Linked DNA regions of Ovis aries: all the other regions are linked to region 2. Evidence: chromatin contacts called from public Hi-C data. All regions are on one chromosome and are shown on one strand. The core of a region is the stretch at or near the end of the contact, and the rest is flanking DNA. Distances in the headings are between cores, read along the strand shown.

Evidence for each region. Hi-C and Micro-C count contacts between places; a contact is called where the count stands out from the background.
Region 1: a contact with region 2 is called in a Hi-C map of liver, with 5 times the contacts expected there. The contact joins two enhancer-like sites. A contact is called at or near these places in 14 of 16 Hi-C or Micro-C datasets (blood, hypothalamus, liver and 7 more).
Region 3: a contact with region 2 is called in a Hi-C map of liver, with 5 times the contacts expected there. The contact joins two enhancer-like sites. A contact is called at or near these places in 13 of 16 Hi-C or Micro-C datasets (blood, hypothalamus, liver and 6 more).

Annotation. Positions count from the first base shown.
Region 1 is chr8:83,042,332-83,045,031 of ARS-UI_Ramb_v3.0, forward strand. All of the region lies in intron 8 of RSPH3 (radial spoke head 3), which reads right to left. Among named protein-coding and RNA genes, the nearest start is that of RSPH3, 28 kb to the right of the region's middle. Within about 2 kb of position 1,395, at least 10 of the 54 cell types and tissues checked have an H3K27ac peak or open chromatin away from gene starts, as enhancers often do. A contact at or near this core is called in liver, where this site is marked.
Region 2 is chr8:82,851,514-82,854,213 of ARS-UI_Ramb_v3.0, forward strand. The region is part of intron 4 of SYTL3 (synaptotagmin like 3); the gene reads left to right. Among named protein-coding and RNA genes, the nearest start is that of SYTL3, 54 kb to the left of the region's middle. Within about 2 kb of position 1,403, at least 15 of the 54 cell types and tissues checked have an H3K27ac peak or open chromatin away from gene starts, as enhancers often do. A contact at or near this core is called in liver, where this site is marked.
Region 3 is chr8:83,060,055-83,062,754 of ARS-UI_Ramb_v3.0, forward strand. RSPH3 (radial spoke head 3) reads right to left here. Exons shown (of 9, transcript XR_009601546.1): 5 at 2,246-2,449; 6 at 112-274. Among named protein-coding and RNA genes, the nearest start is that of RSPH3, 11 kb to the right of the region's middle. Within about 2 kb of position 1,372, at least 2 of the 54 cell types and tissues checked have an H3K27ac peak or open chromatin away from gene starts, as enhancers often do. A contact at or near this core is called in liver, where this site is marked.

The DNA of each region.
Region 1 (2,700 bases), core at 145-2,644, 190 kb after region 2:
AGCCACATAAAAGCTGTAGGACACAGGGCCATACCCATGATGCTGGCTCTGATCCTGTGACCTCTTTTCCCTGGATCGGATCTGACGGCCGCTAGTTTGTTCTGCAATGCCTCTTCAGAGCCCGTCAAGGACTGGCCTCTTGGTCCTTATGGGTGAAAAGTGAAAGTGAAGGTTGCTCAGTCGTGTCTGACTCTTTGAGACCCCATGGACTATACAGTTCGAGGAATTTTCCAGGTCAGAATACTGGAGTGGGTAGCCTTTCCCTTCTCCAGGGGGATCTTCCTGACTCAGGGATTGAACCCAGGTCTCCCACATTGCACGCAGATTCTCTACCAGCTGAGCCACAAGGGAAGCCCAAGAATACTGGAGTGGGTAGCCTATCCCTTTTCCAGCGGATCTTCCTGACCTGGGGATCAAACAGGGGTCTCCTGCATTGCAGACAGATTCTTTACCAACTGAGCTACGAGGGAAGCCCCCATCGGAGAAAGGGTATGAGATGGAACAGGGCTTCCCAGGTAGCTTAGCAGTAAAGAATCTTCTGCCAATGCGGGAGATGTGGGTCCGATCCCTGGGTTGGGAGGATCCCCTGGAGCAGGAAATGACAACCCACTCCAGCATTCTTGCCTGGAAAAATCCCATGGACAGAGGAGCCTGGCAGGCTACAGTCCATGGAGTTGCAAAGAACCAGACACGACTGAGCACGCACGCACTGCTCACTTACTGCCTACTGACGGAACAAGGAGCGGGACAGCCTTTGGATGAAGGAAGGTGAACCGTGAAGTAGGGGTCAACATGCCTAGGGCACCTCGGCAGCACTGGCCTTTCAGAGCTGGAGCTGCCTTTCCATGGAACGGGACCACTGGGGCCTTCCATCTGCTGTAAGGAAATGGATCATCGCCGAGTGCTTAAGGCTGTGTAGTCAGGCCTGATGGAATGCTGAGTGGCAGATCAGAGCTGGAAATCACAGGTCCCCCACGTTATTCAGCTGCCATTACCACGCCTGCTTCCTAGACCCTGACCATGCTAGAGGAGGGCCTGGGACTCACCCTGTTGTGCAGCTGATCATTGGCACATCATGACACAGGGCTGAGGCTTCTCTCCTGGAGTCAAATACTCTGCTCAGCCCCAGTCAGCGACCCCCGCCCAACCCCACTGTGATGGGGAATGGGGAAGTGGCTCGTCCCTGCTCCTAAGGTTTCCTCCCATGAGTACTATTCAGGCCTGGTACGTGCGCTACCACTGGCATCCCAAGGAAGGCCAAGTGGGAACATTTTAGCTGAGAACTGAAGGATGAGAAGTTTGCTGAACGCAAATGGTGTGTCTGTGTATGTGTGGTGCAGTGGTTGGAGGAGGTTCATAGGCAAGATGAACAACAGGTGCAAAAGCAGAGAAGCCAACCAGAGGAAATAAAAATCAGGAAACCGTTAGTAATTCGGTTTGGTGAGAACAAAGGGTACGTGTACGAGAGTCACAGTAAACGTGCCTGGACAGTCAGGGGCAGATCACAGAGAGCCTTCACCTCTGTTAAGGAGTCTGGACTTCACACTTTGTACACAGTGGTAAGAAAATGAAGGATTTTCAGGAGGAAAGTGATACAATCTGATCTAAAGTTCTGATGGACTGCCAGAGTAAAAGTGAGAGGACGGTAGGACTGGAGGCAGGAGGTTGCAATGGTCTAGAAGATGACAGAACAGGAAACCTTTCTGAATCGAAGGACTTCATGTATGATTAAGCCAAGGAGACCCTGAACCCACAGGATCACGGGGCCACAAGATAGGAACAGCCTGGGTATATATATATATTTTTTGCTAGGGAGCTTCTCAGGAGAGTCACCATCCCAGGAACATCTGAACTGGGTTTTACATGAGCGTAACATAAAGTTTTGTTGTGCTTAAGCCATCGAGATTTTTGCATTTCTTTTACAAGTATTTTTTTCAGCTTTAAGCCCATATTGACGCATGGAAGTCAGGAAATCAATGGTGGGTAGCACTATTAATTCAATATAGTGAAGACAGAAAGGAAACAGTTCAGAAAATGATGATGGATTTGTTTAACGATGTCTCAAATTTGAGATGCCAGTGTGATAGCAAAATGAAACGTGAAACAACTCTCCAAGGGTTTCTGCCCATCTTGACAGCAAGGCATGAACTGCCCTTTGTCTCATACTTTCTTTTCAGGGATGTTTGTATAGCAAACAGTCTTTGACGAAAACCTGAATAATCTCTGAAGAAAAAGACAGTGTCTCCCTCTGGAGCCAAGAGCAGGCATGCTTGCTGCCCACTATGAAAGACTGGAGCTCTCTGAGCTCAGGGTTCCTCTCCCCTACGGCCACTCACTGCATGGGCAAGTTCTGTCTGGTCTTCACTTTGCCTTGACGCAACAAGGGCTCCAGAACCAGCACAAAAATGCTGATATTCTGGGTACTGCTACCGTGGTGAGTTACACATAACCCCATGTCTCTGACTCAGGAGTCTTACGTCAAAATTTACCGGCACTCATGAATCTCTGGAGGCTAACTTAACTTGGAAGTAGATAAAATCTGAGGCTCTTCATAGTTCTGGACGGAGCGGTCCAGAGATGATTAGAGATAACAGATTTAGAGCCCAGGGCTGAGTATCACCAGAGTGTGGGGGCATTGAGTAGTGGGCAATGATGAGATGACCTCGGGGTGGGGGGTGCGGTTTCCGAGCACTAAGTGAG
Region 2 (2,700 bases), core at 153-2,652:
GAGCCTGGAGTGCTGCAGTCCATGGGGGTCGCAAAGAGTCAGACACGACCGAGCGAGTGAACAGGAGCACAGTCCCCGTGAGCCTAGGTTTTCACTTACAGAGTTGAGACGGCGCCTGGTGACGCCCCACAGCAAATGCAGTCAGAGTGTCCCACACAGCCCCTGGCAGACAGTCAGCTTTGAGGATAATAAATGTCTCTCTGACTTTCTGAATGTGCCTGAAGCCTAGAACCCTGGGACCCGGACCCACAGCTGCTCTCGGTAAAGCCTAAGGAGGCCGCCAGAGTGGGACCTCAACCTGCCAGTCAGGAGACCTCGGGGGGCATCTTTCCATGAGCATTTCCCCATAGTCATTATGCGAATTAAAAAATAAGGTAACAAAAAATAAATGTTGAGTGCTTTTTAAGGAAAGCCCCTGGTAAGAAATGACTGAGGAGTACAAGAGAGGAAACCAGTGAAGTGGTGATACGCAGGGACAGAGCCCCGGGCTGCTCCTCAACCTCACCGCCCCGGGCGCCTCCGTGGGGCTGGGGGTGCGCCTGGGACTCTGCACTGCTCACTAGCTCCCTGCTGAGAGCTGCCCCCCAACACCTGGAGGAAAAAGAGCGTGAGGCACCCTGGCTCCCCTGGGCCAAGCCTGTCCCTCTGCCCGTTCTTGTAACTCCCATGAGCTGAGAATGAGTTTTGCATATCTTAATGGTTAGAAATCAAAAGAAGAACTTTTGTGAGACATAAAAAATTGCAACCTAGACAGCATATTAAAAAGCAGAGACATTACTTTGCCAACAAAGGTCTGTCTAGTCAAAGCTATGGTTTTTCCAGTAGTCATGGCTGAATGTGAGAGTTGGACCATAAAGAAAGCTGAGCCCCAAGAATTGATGCTTTTGAACTGTGTTGTTGGAGAAGTCTCTTGAGAGTCCCTTAAACTGCAAGGAGATCAAACCAGTCCATCCTAAAGGAATCTTCATTGGAAGGACTGATGCTGAAGCTGAAACTCCAATAATTTGGCCACCTGATGCGAAGAACTGACTCATTTGAAAAGACCCTGATACTGGGAAAGATTGAAGGCAGGAGGAGAAGGGGATGACAGAGGATGAGATGGTTGGATCGCATCACCAACGCGATGGACATGAGTTTGAGTAAACTCCGGGAGTTGGTGATGTGGAGGCCTGGTGTGCTGCAGTCCATAGGGTTGCAAGGAGTCAGACATGACTGAGCAACTGAACTGAACTGAAAAATTACAAGAAATTCAGATTTCAACGTCCATTATCAGAACACAGACACACCCACTCTTTAACACGATGGGTGCAGTCACAAGCGCACAGTTGAGCAGGTGGGACAGAGAAGGTACAGAGCCTGGAATACTGGCCATTTGGACTTTACAGATAGGGTGTGTCGATGCCTAGGGTGGTGGTTCCCAGTGCTGCCAGCAGGGGGCAGCATAAAGCCATGTGTGTGGGCCCAGCCTCCCGGGGTTCAGAAAGGGTATTTAGGAATGTGATCGGGAGACCAAGCTGAGGTTTAGGAGGGAGGTACAGGCCTGGGGTAGAAAGGCAATTAGCGAGGGGAGTGAGTGGAGAACGCCCAGGGTAAGTAGTGCAATGGGGCACCCTCCTTAAGGGCTGGTGCGAGAGTGGACCCCCAGGATGGAGGCCCAGGTGTGGGCGGCAGGGAGCTGCTAGAGGGTTGCAGGTGGTGGGGAGAAGGAGCATCGCTTTGGGGAGGGGGGCTGCCACCTGGTGGTCGTGCCTCTGGGCAGCAGTCCCAACAGGCCACGACTGGGAGGACGAGGGGCCAGCTGAGCTGTGACCAGTCCCCGCCCCCCTGCCCCTTGACCCCCAGGGCTCAGAACTGCCCCTCCCTTGGAGTCTGCCTCTGGCCCAGGACAGGCTGGATGAGCAGTGTCTCTGTCTAATCTCCCTCTTTCTCCTGCTTTTCTCTGCTTTCGCAGTGACAGGGCCCTCGGTGCACTCGGGGTGGCTCCTTCAGATTCCAGCCTGTCTTCTTCCCCGAGGCTCCTGCAGATGCGAGCCTTCACTCTTTACAAGCTGGCTCCACTGGTTTAGCGCTCAGCCTTCGGGGTGAGGCCCTTTTTATTTTTAAAGGGTTGTTTTGTAGTCAGACAGGGAAGAGGCTCACTCCTGTTAGAGTCTGGTGAGCACCACGGTGAACCCCAGAAAATGCACATGGGCAGGGGGCCTTACGGTTTGAAATGTGATTTCAGGGCTCACCCATCACCTGAGCCCCCCAGGTTAGGACCCCTAACTGGCAGTGGGCATCGTCCCTGTAGCTCACACGGTAAAGAATCTGCCTGCAATGCAGAAGACCTGGGTTTGATCCCTGGGTTGGGAAGATCCTCTGGAGAAGGGAATGGCTACCCACTCCAGTATTCTTGCCTGGAGAATCCCATGGACTTGGTGGGAGGGGGGTGATCAGATCAGGGTCTGCTTGGGGGTTAGCCATCCCCAGTTTTAAGGTCTGGGGCTTGACATCAGAGTACTTTGCCCCCCACCCAAACACACCCCCCACCCCACGACAGAGGATGAGATGGTTGGATGGCATGTAATTCCTGATTGTCTTACTACCCCACCCCCGCTGCCCTTCCTCCTGTCTTATGGAGATGATGAAATACTTAAGTCTTTCTTTATAGCCTTCTGAAGAAAAGTTATGACAAACCTAGACAGTGTATTAAAAAGCAGA
Region 3 (2,700 bases), core at 122-2,621, 210 kb after region 2:
AGCTGGTAAAGATAGATTCCAATTCAAAACAAAAATGGGCACAACATGAACTCAAACCATTAGCAGGATGCTTATTGTAACAGTTAATCTAACAAAAGACCTCCAACAAACCTCTTTCAATGGGATCATAAAAGTAGCCACCATCCCGAAGGCTGTCAAAAACTGACGGGAGGAGGTCGGCCAGGTAACGCTGTGCAAACGCTCGAGCCGCGATCTTCTGCGAAGTCTCGTTATGCTTGTGAACCACCTGCCATTGCTGCTGCTTCCGACGTTCCTGCCCAGAGGAAAACACCATCACAGGTGGCTATTCTGCTATCATGTCTTCCCCCGAAACCGACTCTCATGAGTGTGAGAATTTGTACTTATATTTGTGTCCAAAAAAGGACAGCAAGGTGTCTATGATCAGTTCGTATTTTTCACTACGATTTTAATGAATTTCAACAGCTAAGTAGGTACTGAATTCAGAGGAGATGATGCTTAAGGTAAAATTCATTTCCTGATCCATTTTCAAGTAAAGTAATTTCAGGATATACATGTCTGACTGAAATCAAAGAATAATAATAGTTACCTGTATTTTTAATTAGTATTATAAAGTATTGCTGATATGAAAATTATAGTTGCTTAGACATCTTTGATTAAAAAACTCGGGCCAATAAATTGTCTCGTTTATAATGACTCTTTGAATTTGTAAAGTTCTGAAAATTATAAAACCTTTTTGTTGCTGTTGCTATTTATAGATCATATGAAATCTGTGAAGCTTATGAACTACCTTCTCTATTCCCATGCAGAAATGGGAACATTAACATATTTTCTAATTAGTCTATTTTCAAAGTTGAAGTAAATATAAATCTAGATGACTTTTCTTTGTTTTTTCATATTTCCTAATAGTATTATTATAAAAAATGAAGAATACAAGTCAACCAGATTTATATTTGCTTAAACTTCGAAAACATTTCCTAATAGTAAATAAGGGCTTCCCAGGTGGCTCAATGGTAAAGAATCTAACTGCTCGGCAGGAGACGTGGGTTCATTTCCTGGGTCAGGAAGGTCCCCTGGAGGAGGAAATGGCAACCCACTCCAGTACTCTTGCCTGAGATATTCCATGGACAAAGAACCCTGACAGGCTGCAGTCCAAGTCAGACACGGCTGAGCATGCACATACCACCAAACAGTAAATAAACAAATTTAACTATTCTTTGATAAAAACTTCACCAATTATTTCAACAAAGCTGTTAGGATTCATCTTATACTTGTGAACATATAATTGTGCATTTGCGCAATCCTTATCAACAGACCTGTGCTCTTTACAAAGTTACTCATTCTGGAGGAAAACTGAAAGTCCATCTGACTAGGTTTGGAGTAGAATGTTCCAACAACTGAGCTATTCGTGTGGGAAGCTAGACTCTGAGCCCTTTCAGGTGTTTGGAAACTCTTTATTATTTATCCATCCAGTGTTTAACTCACCTTAAACTGTACTGAGCCTAGTGCTTCCTAACTAGAGGTCTGTGGCGTATTTCATGATCGGATTCTACAACTTTTCTTATTAAAGGTTCTAAAAACATTATAATCTGAAGAAATATTCTGTAAAGACTCGGATAGTAGGTGTATCTGTAAGGGTGTGGAGCAGAGCTAGTCACTGAGAAAAAGACCCAGAATTCTTTCCAGATCCTCTTTCTTACTCTGCATCTACCCAAATACACTCCGCTTTTTCCTGCCACCTTTTCTGCCATTGATTTTCGGCAAACTGATGTTATTTCTTCTCTAGGACTCTTGATATTTAAGAGTGCCTTTCATTGGGACATATGTAATTTAAATTGTGATCTGCAGGAATTTTGGGGAACTCTATTTAGGTTGTTGGTGTTATTTAGTCCGACCCTTTGCAGCCCCATAGACTGTAGCCTGCCAGGCCTCCTCTCTCCATGGGATTTCCCAGGGAAGAATATTGGAGCGGGCTGCCACTTCCTTCTCCAGGAATAGAACCTCGGTTGCCTATATTGGCAGGCAGATTCTTTACTGTTGAGCCACCTGGGAAGTCCATCTCTATTCAGGTACATCTATGTAAACTGGAATTTTAAAAATGTAATTGTTCATGAAAGATTGGTGATCTGTAGGAGAGACCTGAACAACAAATACTACAGGTCTTTTCTAACATGTTTGCCAAGACCTGTTAGCTCTACATGGGATTTTGAACATAATCGGTTAAGTAACCGAAATCTGTCTGAGAGAAAAAACGAAAATTCTCTACTTTTTCCTCCCGGTGTCGCCTCTCCTGCTCTTCAAGTCGCTGGACTTCAGCAAGCTCGACATTGCGAAGCTCTTCATACGCGTACTGACTGGCCCGCAGGTTTGCCAACTCTTCCTCTTCCATCACTTCCAGAAGAGACTGCTCGATGGTCTTTCCCACCAAAACTTCTAACATTGGTTTAACTTCAAGATCAAAGTCAAACAGCTTAAACACACAAAACAAATTTAAAATTTTAATCATGGACCAAAGGCTCAGTGAAAAAAAATCCATGAAAGCAGCAATAAATAATAGGATCCTACTTATTGAGGGTCTTCTGTGTGCCAGACACTGAGCTGGTAATTTACTGTTTCTAATCTTCAAAACAGCCCAAAAGGCACAAGGGGCTCTTTACAGGCAAAAACTGATAAGAGTCAAAGTTATAAAAAGATCTATTCAATCATCAGAATAAACCTTCA